4 separate regions of the Zea mays genome follow, and all the other regions are linked to region 1. Evidence: chromatin contacts called from public Hi-C data. All regions are on one chromosome and are shown on one strand. Each heading gives the region's core, a stretch centred on a gene start, on an enhancer-like site or on the middle of the called end of the contact. The rest is flanking DNA. Distances are from core to core; before and after follow the strand shown. Region 1 holds the start of LOC100194394. Region 2 holds the start of LOC100272816. Region 3 holds the start of LOC103639683. Region 4 holds the start of LOC100278866.

The links. Hi-C and Micro-C count contacts between places; a contact is called where the count stands out from the background.
Region 2: a contact with region 1 is called in a Hi-C map of leaf, with 3 times the contacts expected there. The contact joins the promoter of LOC100272816 here to the promoter of LOC100194394 in region 1. A contact is called at or near these places in 3 of 25 Hi-C or Micro-C datasets (ear, leaf and tassel).
Region 3: a contact with region 1 is called in a Hi-C map of bundle sheath, with 6 times the contacts expected there. The contact joins the promoter of LOC103639683 here to the promoter of LOC100194394 in region 1. A contact is called at or near these places in 5 of 25 Hi-C or Micro-C datasets (bundle sheath, ear, leaf and 1 more) and 1 of 3 datasets of contacts at active chromatin or transcription factors (leaf).
Region 4: a Hi-C map of ear shows a contact between it and region 1, with 5 times the contacts expected there. The contact joins the promoter of LOC100278866 here to the promoter of LOC100194394 in region 1. A contact is called at or near these places in 8 of 25 Hi-C or Micro-C datasets (bundle sheath, ear, leaf and 2 more).

Annotation. Positions count from the first base shown.
Region 1 is chr1:154,476,342-154,479,859 of Zm-B73-REFERENCE-NAM-5.0, forward strand. It overlaps LOC100194394, which reads right to left and starts at 1,645. Exons shown (of 2, transcript NM_001139425.1): 1 at 1,077-1,645; 2 at 291-988. The coding sequence starts at 1,132. The coding sequence ends at 511.
Region 2 is chr1:154,240,570-154,244,087 of Zm-B73-REFERENCE-NAM-5.0, forward strand. It overlaps LOC100272816, which reads right to left and starts at 1,935. Exons shown (of 10, transcript NM_001196101.2): 1 at 1,609-1,935; 2 at 1,345-1,508. The coding sequence starts at 1,809. It also overlaps the pseudogene LOC109941415.
Region 3 is chr1:154,659,487-154,663,004 of Zm-B73-REFERENCE-NAM-5.0, forward strand. LOC103639683 reads left to right here and starts at 1,782. Exons shown (of 2, transcript XM_008662421.3): 1 at 1,782-3,101; 2 at 3,483-3,518. The coding sequence starts at 2,015.
Region 4 is chr1:154,626,090-154,629,607 of Zm-B73-REFERENCE-NAM-5.0, forward strand. LOC100278866 reads right to left here and starts at 1,682. Exons shown (of 1, transcript NM_001152003.2): 1 at 1-1,682. The coding sequence starts at 1,245.

The sequences.
Region 1 (3,518 bases), core at 395-2,894:
ATTAATTTGGTATATCAATTTGCTTCTTTTGGGCCAGTGGTTTTTACTTGAAGCCATCAACCAGCCACTTGTACAAAACAACCGTCATTGGTTTTTATGGACGGGTTAAAAGTGAACTACATTTTCAACTGGGTCGGCTTAATGTTCACCTTAACAATGGTTTCTGTGGACTGAAACTTTAAACCCTTCCAAGTTAAGACCATCTATATCAATATAACATGTATTGTTGGCATCATGTCCAACAGAAAAGTCTCAAAGGGTAGCTAATTATACTGTGAGTAAACAGATATAGTACCTTTGCCCTTGTATTCCATAGCATCAAGGACAAATTAAGATAATCTTGTCTTGCACACTAGATAGATACATAGCAACCATGCATAGATCCATAGACCTGCAATTCTAAGCGCGGAGATAAATATTCAGATCCATGCTAAAGCTTGTTTCTACAAAAGCACTTCACTTCTGCTAGGTAGGTGTATAACTTAGTAATCTGACCCAATATTTATGGCATCAGAAGCAGGGCCCAACTCCTTCACTATAACCAAATTGAAATTGTGTTGCCATCTTGATCTCATCGTCAACCTTCCAGCAGGCATCTGGGTAGTATTCCCAGACAGTTGGTGGTGGCAGCGGGGTGGCAAGGCTGCTGCACACATTATGGTTCCCCCCAACAAAGCTCTCCTCCGAGGGCATCTGTGGCGCCTCAATTTCCATCCATATCTGGTCCATGGGATAGCCATCCATGTCCGGAGGGGTGCCCTTCAGGATGCTTGTGATGCAGCCACTGCCACCATGAAGCTCCTGTCCCTCAACTCCAATGGTTGATGGAGTATCTGGGTAGCCTGACTGGTAAGTCAGCGAAGACGAGGACGACGATGGAGACATGTTCCTCTTCCTCTCCTGTGCCTTCTTTCTCATGTGTGTCCTCCAGTAGTTCTTGATCTCATTGTCAGTGCGCCCTGGCAAGCGGCGTGCTATCCTGGACCACCTGTTTAGGACAAGTTATTGAACATGTCAACAAATTTTAGAGAGAGAGAGAAAAACCGTCCTTTTTTATTATCTTTTGGTAATCAGACCTGTTTCCCCACCGAGCGTGCAGCTCTAGGATGAGTCGCTCTTCATGGGGAGACATGCGCCCACGCTTGAGGCCAGGGTGGAGGTAGTTGACCCAGCGCAGCCGGCAGCTCTTGCCTGTCCGGTTGAGCCCTGCATGAAGATACAGAAGGGGAGAGGGGAAGCAAGAATAGAGTCGGTCAGAGAGGTTGATAGCTGCTTTTGCGACTTAGCGCGGGTGACTTCAATTTAGCTACCTAATTTGTGGATCCCCACCCCTCAAACCTGATACTTTGGCAATGAAATCCCAACGACGTTCACCGAACAGACGGACAGTGCATACCAGTTGCAGGTCCTCCTGCTCTGTCCATGGCCCCTTGCGAGTCTCCTCTCTCACTGTCACCATATCGATCCTGTGATGAAAACTGATCTAACGCTGCTCACTCCTACCGTGTATCGGCTGGGAGCCGGTCTTCTTGCTCTTCTTTCTCTGTCTGCTTGTTGGCTCCAGTTTCAGGATTATCTTGATGAAATCCAGTCTGTTTGGGAGGAGGAAGAGGAGGAGGAAGAAGAAAGCTAGTACAGAGAAGAGTACGCCACTTTGTCTTAGTTGCCTACTAGTTTGGTGGCTTTTGCCTCTCATTTATAGGTAAGAGAGGGGGAGGTATTGGTGGCCAGCTGATGTGGTGGGTGTGATTTGGAGCTCCCTATAAAGATCCTATATTCCACCATTTGGGTTGCCCTCATATTCTAACTGATAAAGTAGCTTTTTAATTGGCTCATGGTGCTCATATTGTATTGCAAATTCATAGGTGTGCATGTTAGGACATCAGCTTTATTGAGCCTATTCGCTTGGCTTTAATCCGTAACGGCTTTTACTACTTCTACAGTGTTTTGGCGTCTGGAATTTGCAGAGGTAGAGGTTATATTCTTGGTTTTTGTTAATATAAACTACAGTACATCATAAAAGTTGATTTTGTTTACACTCGATGTATTTTTTCTTATCCATAAATCTACTTGAATCTTTGCTTTGAATTTCTTCACAAATGTTTGCTTATGGTAAATTCACATTCTTGAAGCTTCTCTGTAGGTTAAAATTCCAAATTATACTTTACTTTAGCTTTGTCTAAATTAAGCTTCTCTAACTTTGGCCAAGTTCTTGCAAAAACATATTGTCATCTACAGGTTCAAATAAATGCACTATTAAGACATATTTTATGGAGAAGTTTATAAACAAATTTGATATTGTAGATGTTGATGAATTTTTCTATAAATTTGCTTGAAAGTTAAGAAGTCTTGAGTTAGGACGAAGTTACAATGAACAATATTTTGAATGGACTACTACCGAGTCCATACTTTTACAAGCTAGTTAATCCAATTACTGCTAACACTGGACAGGACCAGTATACAGATTACAGAGCACTGGCCGTGTAGTTGAGAGGAGGGTTTTTCTTGTTTGTTTCAGACAGAGACATTTTTTTTCCTGCTTGATTAGTACATCTTAAAGCTGTGTCAAAGCTATCACTGGTTGAACAAAATGCGTCAGAACACATCTACCATGCCATTGGTCAGAATTTTCTACCTTTAATATACTAGCATTATAATATTACATGTTGCTTTCTGAAAGCTGAAGGTATATGCTTCTTCCTTCTTTTGTTTTCTTTCTTTTTTCCTTTGATATGATTGTTTATTTTTTTGCTTCTTGACAAAAGAAAGGTGGCTGTGCTTATCAACCTTTTGGTGCTTTGATTGATGAACCACTATGCGTGGTTTTACTACTTATTTCGATTTATCAATCAAACACATTGTACAGCTATATGAAAGCAGATAGATACACAAAGCGCTTCAGACCCTAACATTCGCTCGTGTTTTCGCCAGCATGAAGTTGCCACATGGCAGTCGTCATGTATCCGATGCTGTCCAATTGGACGAGATACTTAGCTTGGCTGGGCTAAACACTGGAATTCAGTAGTAATGCATAATAATTGCCTGATAGGTTTTGGTATATAGCTTGCTGCTGCAACTCCATAAACTCTTTCTGTTGAACATCTTCGTTTTTTTTGTAATTTGTTATAATGAGATTTCACTTTTTAGTTCTTAATGAATACAGCTAGCGTACCATAGAAATTCAACAGGCTGATTATGCTATCGAAAAAAAATGGGGGCATCTTGGCGCAAAGTCACCATCGGGTTTCTTGCGCAAAGTTCTCTCTCTCTCTTCCCCTCTCGTCCTGCTATCCTGACCTGAAAAGCAATAGCCTTTCTGCCACCCATTATCATTGGCACAGAGGACTCCATGCCCCCGCCTTTTGTGTCAGCCATTATCAGAGGCACAGAAAAAAGATCTTTACTAGTTTACTGCGCGCACACAGCAGCACAAAGCCGCCCTCGGAAAGGTGTGGGCGACACTCGTCCCTCTCTTCCTCTAGAGCCGCTTCGATGGAGCCAGCAGCTGCCTCTGCCTT
Region 2 (3,518 bases), core at 685-3,184, 240 kb before region 1:
AATGTGCTTAGAGAAAGAGCGAGTTTAAATGAGTGAGGTTACTCTGACGGCAAAGGCACATATAGCGTTGTTCCATGAGATGGCGGACCATAGGTATTTTGAAGAAGCAAGCAAGTTTCTGTCTGAGGAGGCTGCAAGAGCTGGACTTGTGATTGGAATCAAACAACCGTGGCCTCTACCTATGGAGTTTGGGTGTTTGAATTTTTGCATGGCCTCCGACAACTTTTTGATCTGGAGTCTACACTATCAACAGCTTGGAGGCAAGCCACATTTCAAACCGTGGGGAATGTTAGGAATGGCTACCTAGTGGGACTGGACAGCCTGTCCCTCCATCTATAAATGGGAGCCGAGCAAGCCAAAGAGGACATCGAAAAGCCAAAGAGGACATCGAAGAATCATTTTACAACAGAAACCTCTACTTCCCATTATTGTTCATCTTCTTCCTCTCCTTCCCTCTCTTGTTCCTAGATCCTCTCACTTTTCGGTACCTTCTAGAATACGTTGGCTGCTGCTACTCTAAAATTGTCCAGAATCATATGATCGGTGATACTCTTGCTGTTGGTTCGAGCTCGTGAGATTTGTGTTGCTAACAATCCGTTACGAATTTCCTCTCCAATAGACCCCTCCAATTCCCACCAAACCAGCCCTCAATCCCCTCTAATCTAATCCTGATTTGAGTTTTTAAACTAGCCCTTAGTGTTTCAAAGATTATTAAAAATCCTAATTTTTGGGTGATTCCATCAAAGAAAATCTTTGGTTAAGGCTTAACTTTGTAGGTGTATCACATCTAATTTCTTATATACTATATAAAAATGTAATTCTATTTAAGGATAACCCACAAAAAATAACTTTATGAGTTCAAACACAATGCGATGATTTTTTGTGATGGAAAATATCAAGTGCACCTAAGCTTTGGATGCACATATGGTACATATAAACTAACAAAGTTCATAAAAAATTCTAAAAAATACATAAATATTCTTTCTACGTTACTCGAATTATATAAAAAATTTCAAGTTCAAATTTATTGTACTTTAGCTGTAATAAAAAAGATAAAATTTCTGATAGATTTAAATTAGAAAATCGGTTAAATATTCTCTTTTTATTATAGCTAAAATATAACAAATTTTATATATAATAGGATTAGGATGGAAGAAACATGTATGATTTTTTAATTTTTTTTTATAAATTTGTTAATTCATGTGCATCATAGGTAAACTAAAACCTCGTATACACGGGTACGTTCCCTTTTGGGATATCATGTAGCACATACAGTTTCAGACTTTCAGGAACAGAGAGGAAGGCGGTCGAGAGGAGGCGAGAGGAGCGTGCGAGCGTGCTTACCAGGACGGTAGGAGGTTCGCTGCGATAAAGAGGAGGTAGCCGGAGGTGCCGGCCACGAGCGCGCGCCTGGATCCCATCCACCGCACCACCGCGGAGCCCGCCGCCGAGAACGCCGTGAAGGACGTGTAGAGCACGCCCAGCGAGATGGAGCCCAGGTTCTCGTCCTGCGACAGCACGGCCGCCAAGGCGACGGATGAGGTGAGGTACGCATCTCTGGTGACTGGTGGAAGTGGAACAGCACTAGCGGGCAGCGGGTGCACCTACCGTGTTGACAGTGCTTTGGAGGTTCTGCGCCGCATGGTAGGCGAGGAAGACGAAGAGAAAGGCGGAGCTCAGCAGGTGCACGTCGCGGGACGCCCCCATCACCGAGGCGGGCGCGCGGCGGGAGCCGGGGCCGGCGACCAGGGGCGCGGCCTCCTCGACGTCGCCGGCGGCCGACGCGAGCCCTGCGTCGGCGCCCGCCATGGAGAGGCGTTGGGGCGAACAGGCGAAATTGAGGGGACGAGGTGGGTGGCGTGCTCTCTGCGCTCTGCGGTATGCCGTCTGCCCAGCCCAAAGTCGAGGTTCTGCTCTCGTGTTCTTCTTCGTGATTGTGAATTTTGATTTGGGGAACGGGACGACGACGACGACCGGAAAAAGCCGGGCGCGATTAAAAAATCGTTATATATATATATATATATATATATATATATATATATATATATATATATATATATATATATATATATATATATATGAGTCACACCCGCTAGTACCAGACGCTGAGACGCATGGTTTAAAATGATGCAGATTGTTAAATGCAATTTATACGTACTATGAGTATATGACACGATAACGACATGGAAAACTTTATTCCATCTATAAAAAAATAAATTTTTAATCTTTTCACATTACCGCCTGTGAACAGTAACATGAGTTTTGCTCTTGCCGGTCCGACAGCCTAGTAGGCTACAACACCTGTGCGAAATTGCCATTGCTGTTCAGTCATGTTTCTCCGAGTCACATGTTCGTGACATTCTTAAAAAAAAAAGACATAGTAAAATGCAAAGATGGTCCTATCCTAACAATCGTTTCGGATTTAATTTAGACCAAACCTTTTAATTGTGAGAGAAAAATAAGAACCTGGTTCCATATTACAGAAATTTTTATTTTCCATTGGCTGCCACATGTGTGGCCAAACGAAACGAAGGGCTTGTTTGTTTGGTTACTATTTTACAATCGTATTTTGGCTCGCCGGCCGCTACAATGGACACAAATCGCGCCAAACGCCTTACGGCGGCCAGGATTCTCACGACCGCTCCTCTCTCAGCCACCGCGAAAAAATAACTCGGATTTGAAGCAGTATGAGGCGCTGCACGCTGCTGATAACACTGACCAAGATGCACTTGCCTCATGACCTGACGGTCGATGGCTTTTGGATGACAATTGTGAGGAAAAGGAACGCGCCACATGAGACGAAGAGGGTGGTGATCATCAGGATGAGCATGGCCTGTAGCATGATGCTTGGGCTAAGGGCATGTACAGTGGTGTTTAATATGGAGGCTCTTAAGGTGTTTAAGGTGGTTATTTGCAAAAAAATCTTAGAGCCGTCTCTCCGTGAAGAGACGCCTCTGGCACGTAAACCAAGTAGCAACAGACGCCTCACTTCCCACTGTACAAATTTGTCGTCTGTTCTATTGATCTGATGCTATACAAATACATTTAATTCTATATTTATTAATAGACTACGTTTATAGATACTCAATTGTACAATAGAGTCTCTTAGTTGTCTCCTGTGCTTGGAGAACCGTTTTGGTGTCTCTCCACTGTACATGCCCTAAGAAGACGATGGCGACGCGGCACCACATTCCCAGACCTTGAACTGTGCGAAGGCAGCCTCCTGCGCTTGCCACGTCGCGAAACTTTAAGTATTTGTTGAAGACACCGTTCATGGAATTACAAATCATTATGTTCCAAATATTGAGAGTGAGATAGAAAGAAAAATCTTAAGACAGACAATGGGAGGATCATGACGGTAATTACCTTGCACTACAACAGCTACAATTATTTTCGGCGGCTAGGAACCGCAAAAAATAAGTCATTTACCGCCGAAAATAAGCTATTTTTGGCGGTTTCTGACCGCCAGAAAAAAACAGCCGAAAATAAGCCTTTATTTTCGGCGGCCAGTGACCCGC
Region 3 (3,518 bases), core at 532-3,031, 180 kb after region 1:
TTCGGAGCAGTTGACCGTTGGGGACATTTGTCTTCAAGCTGCACCGGACAGTCCGGTGCCACGCCGGATAGTCTGGTGCCCTCTGACTTTGCGCTCTGACTTCTGCCGCGGCACTATAGCACATTGTTGCTTTTGTAGAGAGCCGTTGGCGCGCAGGGAGCCGTTGCTCCGCTGGCTCACCGGACAGTCCGGTGGCACACTAGATAGTCTGGTGGCACACTAGACAGTCTGGTGGCACATTGGACAGTCCGGTGAATTATAGCGGAGCGCCCCCCTGGAATTCCCGAGAGTGACTGGTTCATCTGCTGTACGGCCTGGTGCACACATTGGACACTGTCTGGTGCGCCAACTTCCAGCACACTCTAGGTCTTGCTCCACTTTTATTGTGTCCCTAATTTGATTTATTTCTTGGTTTATGTTGAACCTAATGCACCTGTAATAGATAATATCTAGACAAACTAGTTAGTCCACGTGTTTGGTCATCAACCACCAAAATTAATTATAGGAAATGGTTAACCCTATTTGCCTTTCAGTTGCCAGGAGTAAGTACCACTGGTCCGGGAGTGGATGGGGTGTTACAATTTTAACAACAATTTGCATGACAGATTGTAATAATAAAGCCTTAATGAATAACTAGCAACTGAAATAATTTCTAACAGCTTCATATAAATGTGACTAGTGACTAGACAAAAAGTTCAAAACCCTAATAAAATTAATAATGTGGGTGTCCATGTGGTAGAAAAAAAAATTAAACTCTAACGGACTGAGAAATTGCATTGATTAAGTACCCTGCTAATGTGACCCATAGGATGCCTGGATGTGAATATATACCATAAACCCTAACCATAGATAATGTGTCAAAAAACGACACCGACGCTACTAACCCCAAATACGATAATTTATCTAATAGTGTCTACAAATGGTCGAAACAGACAACCCCATCGTTACTTATTCCACTTGAATCAATATAAACCCTAAATAAAAACGGTGAAATGGGTTGTTTTTTTAATAGAACACAATCGATTGGGAAATGTGACCATGGATTTAACTCATATATAGCTTATAGATGGGATATGGGTGTTGACCGGTTTCGAATCGAGTAAAATACCTCGGAAGGCGACATAAGCTTCAGAGGATTTGGTGGTCGACGAAGATAGCGGAGCTTGGCGAACAACAATGGCTATTCAATTGGGGCTCCGAAACCCTAGTGTGATTGGTTGGATGGAACCAGGGCTGGAGAGGAATGGCGGCGACAGAAGTCGAATGGTCAGTCGCCTCGGTCGGAGCCGCCTTGGTCGTCGGGATTCGGTGGTTTTCTTTTCTGGTTTACGGCAACTCGTGATAGAAACCCCGGCTACTTGCACGTGGATAGCGGGCTTGATTGAGTAGAGACGGTTTTGGACGATGTTAAACGTGCGGGTCTAACAGCACGGCTCGACGGACATGGGATAAGCTGACTTGATTGGGTTCGACCGCATAACATATTAACTATCTATATATATGTCTGAATCTGTTCCTAAGCGTAACCTAATAGAATTCTGTGTGATTAGTTAGATAAATACGCATAGGAAAAAAAAGTTTCACAGCCTATTCATACTATCCCACGCGCCGTTCAGGTTACATGGTCGGAGCTTTCGGTCGATTCCAGGTACCATAAATGGTGCTGTGTAGAAAAAAAAATAAGACACTCCAACGCTTGTTTGAGAAGCGTTGTGATACTGGCACAGTTTCTGTCAGTGGCAGGATTGACGACAATGTCGTCAAATTCGTTCAGGTGAGCAGGTTGAAAGCAGCGGCCACTGCAGGATCAGTCCAAGTGAGACGGTCGCAGTCAGAGTTGGGCGGCAGGGAGGGGTTAACGAAGTTGCGTGTCATCTTCGGCAACGACATGGGGAGCCAAAGCCAACTCGGGGAACAGGTGGGGAGTGCGTGGGATCCTCTAGCGAACCTACAAGAAATATGGAGAAAGGAGAAGTGGTAGAATTCACTCTGCCTTTCCATTCCCCCATCCGCCATGGCGGCGCCGCCGGAGCTCGTTGACGACACGATCGCCGAGATCTGCCTCCGCCTTCCCCCGGACGAGCCCGCGCACCTCGTCCGTGCCGCCCTGGTCTCCAGGCGCTGGCGCCGCATCCTCTCCGGCGGGGCCTTCCTCCGCCGGTACCGCGCGTTCCACGGGGCACCCCCTCTGCTCGGCTTCGTCGACAACACCATCGGGCTCCACGGCGCCACGGCCCCTCGCTTCTCCCCCACCACCTCATCCGGCTCCCCTTTCCCCAGGCGGACGTTCGACTGCATCTGCTGGGAGGCCCTCGACTGCCGCCACGGCCGCGTCCTCCTCGGCCTCTTCGCCGAGAGGGTCAACCTCGTCGTGTGGGACCCCGTCACCGGCGACCACTGTGGGCTGCCTGACCCCGGGGTGCTCCCCGGTTACTACAGCGCGGCGGTGCTCTGCGCCGCGCGCGGCTGCGACCACCTCCACTGCCGCGGCGGCGGCCCGTTCCGCGTCGTCCTGGCGGGCATGGACTACTTCTCAAGGGACGCCGGCGTGCGGGCGCGCCTCTACTGCTCGGAGGCCGCTGCCTGGGTCGCCTCTGCTCAGCTGGCCTCCGATTCCCATGTCATGCGGAAGCCCAGCGCGCTCGTCGGAGACAACGTCTACTTCCAGCTCATGGAGGGTGACGTGTTTCTGAGGTACGACATGGGCAGGAACCGTCTGTCCACCTTCGACCCTCCGGCGGCGCACGTCGACGAAGGGGGCGTCGTGCTCATGCCCATGGGCGGTGACGGCTCGCTGGGGCTTGCCGGCGTCAGGGGATCAAGGCTTTGCCTGTGGTCGACGAGTGTCGGCGCAGAGGGGATTGGAGGATGGGTTCGACGCGGGGACATTGAGCTTATGACACGGATCCCCTTTATGCCCTATAGCGAAGCACATGTGATTGCTTCTGCGGAGGGCTTGGGTTTCGGTACAATCTTCTTGGTCTCAACTGAGGTTGGCCTCTTCGCGGTCGACCTCAAATCAGGGCAGGAGCGCAAACTAAGCGAGCCTGGGAACTACAACGACTTCGCTGTCTTCCCCTTCATGAGCTTCTATACTCCAGGTACGGTGCGTGGGTGGCTGCTGCCCAGCCCATGGCTTTATAGGTGCAATCATCCGCACACTACACTGTTCATCTGCATTTGCTTCGTTCAGGTAGACTGATACAATACTAGATACTTAGTGGAATATCTCATGTGACTATTCTGAAACCTCAGAGAACAAAACCCAACCTTACGAAATGTCCGATGGCACTTTGAAATCACAAACTAATGTTTTATGTCAATTTGGTTTGTCCTTTTATTTTAGAGAGTTAGCACTATGATGACTGCTACTTTCATCTATATATAAAAACGGTATATAGCGTGTTGAGTAAAGATTTTAACCCATGTTTCAAGCGCGGAGTGGGAAACCATCTTAACCTGAATGCTTGGCGTGCTTTCAGACTGTACAAGCGGCAAGGTACCGTCACCCAGGAGGA
Region 4 (3,518 bases), core at 432-2,931, 150 kb after region 1:
GCTCCTCCTCTCCTCTTCTGCATCATGGCAGCACGCATGGGGCGAGAAGAAAACCGTCATCTTCAGAGGTGGCCTGGTAGGCAACAAGCCGCACCCCGGTGCCGCCGGAACGCGGCACCAAAACGCCAGCACGATGATCTGCTCCGGCAATATCCGGGACAACTCCGGCGACGAGGCAGCGTCAGCGACGCCACCACCGCTGGTAGCCCGAGGCCGTCCTAGCTGCTGCCCTCTCTCTCTGTCTCTGCAACACACTGGATCCCGACGGAACGCCTGGCTGGCCCTAGCGTACTCGCCTTCATCGATGCGAGCCCACGGAGGCGCGCTGGAACGGCACATGTCCACCGACGCAGCCAGCAGCGCGAGCTCCCCGACCGCGGCCTCGCTCACCAGCAGCTTCAGCTGGGACGCCATCGCCTGCAGGCACCGTATGGCCGTCCCGAACACGTCCATGCTCTCGGAGAGCCGGAGCACGATGTGCAGGAGGAGGTTCTTCTCCGGCGCCCCGCGGTCCTCGTACCCGTACTCGAGGATCGTCTCCACGCCGCGGCCTTCGACGCACAGCGGCCAGAGGTCGAGGAACCGCAGCACGGCTCCTTGCTCCGCCTCGTACCTGAGGTGCTTGCCTTCCAGGAGACGCCTCACGACCGGGTTGCAGAAGGTGCAGTGCCGCAGCGAGCTGCCGGACTCGGCCACGTCCCGCACGAACCTGCCCGCGCTGTCCGCCATCCACTCGAACCTCCGGACGACGGCGGCGTCGATGCAGGGTGACGACGACGACGGCGACGAGGAGGAGGAGGTGAGGAACGGGCGCGCCATGGCCGCAAGAACCCATCGTCGCCTGCGCTTCGGCTTCGCTTGGCCTTTCTGGTGGTTCGCTTCTTCTTCTACCTCCTCGTGCTGGTGGCGGGCTTGCGTGCTCTGCCGCCGCAGCCGCTGCTCGGTGATGAGCAGGCTCGTGCCCTCGATGAAAGCGAGCTTGAACATCTTCCTCTGGTCAAGGAGTGACACGTCCGTGATGGGCAGCTTCCCGGTCCTCTCTAAGGCGAACTCCAGCTGGCTGACGGCCATCTTGAGCCGCTCCGCGTTGTGGCCTGCAGCACCTGCTGCCTGGGCTTGCAGTTGCGCCGGCGCCGGCGCCTTGTCCTCGCGCTTGAGGCCGACCTGCAGCACGAGGGAGACGGCTCTGCTCACCATCTCCTGCGCAAGGGCTGACGCCACAGCTCCGGCTATGGAATCCGCCATGTCATATGGTATGGCGAGTGCAGCTGCAGCGACAAGCCGACAACCACAACCACAGATACGTAGGAATGGAACGAAAGCGACGGTGTTGAGTTGCTGGTTGAGATCGTCAGGGGGGGTAGTAGAGGTACTGCTGGCTTGGAACTACTTGTAGAGGCTGAAACGACGTACGCACGGCAGGGGAGCGAAGGATATATGACCGAACATATGATTGCCGGAAAATAATACGCGACCGGCGGCGACTGCGAGTAGGAGAAGCTAGGTGGAGACATCGCCGGAGCAAGTCTGGACTGGTGGCAGGCTCTTCCGATTTCAGTCAATTCAGTTCGCCTCGGCGCGCAAGACGCGCTCTGCTGACTACTTTACTTCCTTTGAAATTCTATCTACTAGAACTTGGCTCTGCCTTCTGCCTTCCTTCTAGTAGACGAGGTCAAGCTGAGTGGTGCGCGACACGCGGTAATAGCAGCGACGTCGGCTGGCCAACTGCATATCCCACACATACACAGGGTTGTATTCATCTGATTTGCTTTCCGTCTATGCGCTTCTTTTCCCCCTATTTTACAATTTACTAGTAAATGGCGCGCGCCACACGATTTTGGTCGTAATTAAGTTAAATCACACTTAATTCTAGCTATCAATAATGACAGAATTGTGTTATTATAATATTAGGGTGAAATATTACAGATCGAGCTAGACGAGATTGGAGGGAACGTATGGAGATTGAGGCAAGTATGAGTGCGGAGCAAGAGTTGGAGCGGGCGGCTCGCTTGGCGGATTAGCAGAGAATGGTGGAGATGTTTGAGTACATGTAAAGCCTTGGCGCCGCACAGGGTCTTGCTCCACCACCTCTATTGTTTCCTCCAGCTGACCGCCCTGCTCAGTCCTGCATAATATATATTCATCTGATCTCACATATGCAATCTCTTCTATGTGCAGAATCAATCGGCGGCATAAAACAAACCTCATGGTTCGTCCAACCCTTGGCCAAACCAGTCCAACCGCCCACCTCGCTGACGATCTTCTCTTAGTGGTGATTGTGAGACTTGTGTGAGAAACTTGCTCTGAACTTATGTTTGTGAGTTAGTAATACTTATATTGGTGAAACTTGGTCTGAACTTAGACATGTTTATGAAAAACTTGTGAGATTGGTTGTTTTTATGAGATATGTGGTCTCTATAATGTATGTGATGAATATGTGAACTTTATGGTGTATAAGTGATATATGTTTTGTTTGTATGGATGGAATAAAAAACAAATAAAAAGGAATTTTTGGTCATTTTGTCGAGTGTTACACTCGGCAAAGAGAGTTTTTGTCAAGTGCAATGACCATAGCACTCGACAAAGTGAAAGTTACCTATGCCCGGGAACAGGATCTGGATGTCGCCTAGAGGGGGTGAATAGGCGAATAATATTTATCATTATAAAACTTAAAACCTTACTCTACTCGAAGACTGGATCACGACGGAATGAACATTGCTTCCAGTAGGTGGCAGTGGAAATGAAGTTCCTGTCTCAAAAAGTCCTACACTTCACAAGTCACTTATACCACAGATAAGAGTATATGAAGTGCACACAGTAATAAGGCAAGAGACAAAGAACATAAACAGAGACAAGACAAGAGTCATAGCACAGAGCACGCAGGACACAAGTATTTATACCGAGGTTCGGCCAAGCCTGAAATGCTTGCCTAGTCCTCGTTGGAGTTAGCCACACCTTGGCTTGGAGTATCTTACTCCGTCCTCCGATGTGTTCAAATCTATCAACGTGATAGATAGAGCCTTTCAATATGTTGATGATTGTTACAACGTTGTCGTGGTTGCTTACAACTTTCTTGACAGCACTCCGGTAGAGTAACAGTGCTCAAGATCTTGATCTTGCTCTCAGCAGCACTTCCCCTCTCTCTAAAGACCTTCGTACCTCGAAGCAGTATCTCCTTACGGGTATAATGCTTCTCAGACAAAGGTCAAGAAAGACACACCTTCATCATATCAATGCAAGGGTAAGAATGCAAAGGGATAATGTAACACCCTGAATTTGGGGGTAGAATTTTTTCTTCTTTTTACTCACCAAATTCAGGCGTTACTCTCTTTTCTCTTCCCGTTTCGCTCCTTCTTCCCAAATTCAAAGCGGTGTAGCGACTGGTGTCCGTATTACGTGTAAACAAAAACCTAAGTTGTCATAGGTGTTGCATCATGCCGAAGCATATTTCTTTTGTCTGATGTCGTGTTTAATCGCGTGTTCGTCTCGTCTCGTTTCGGATTTTGGTTCGCGATTGG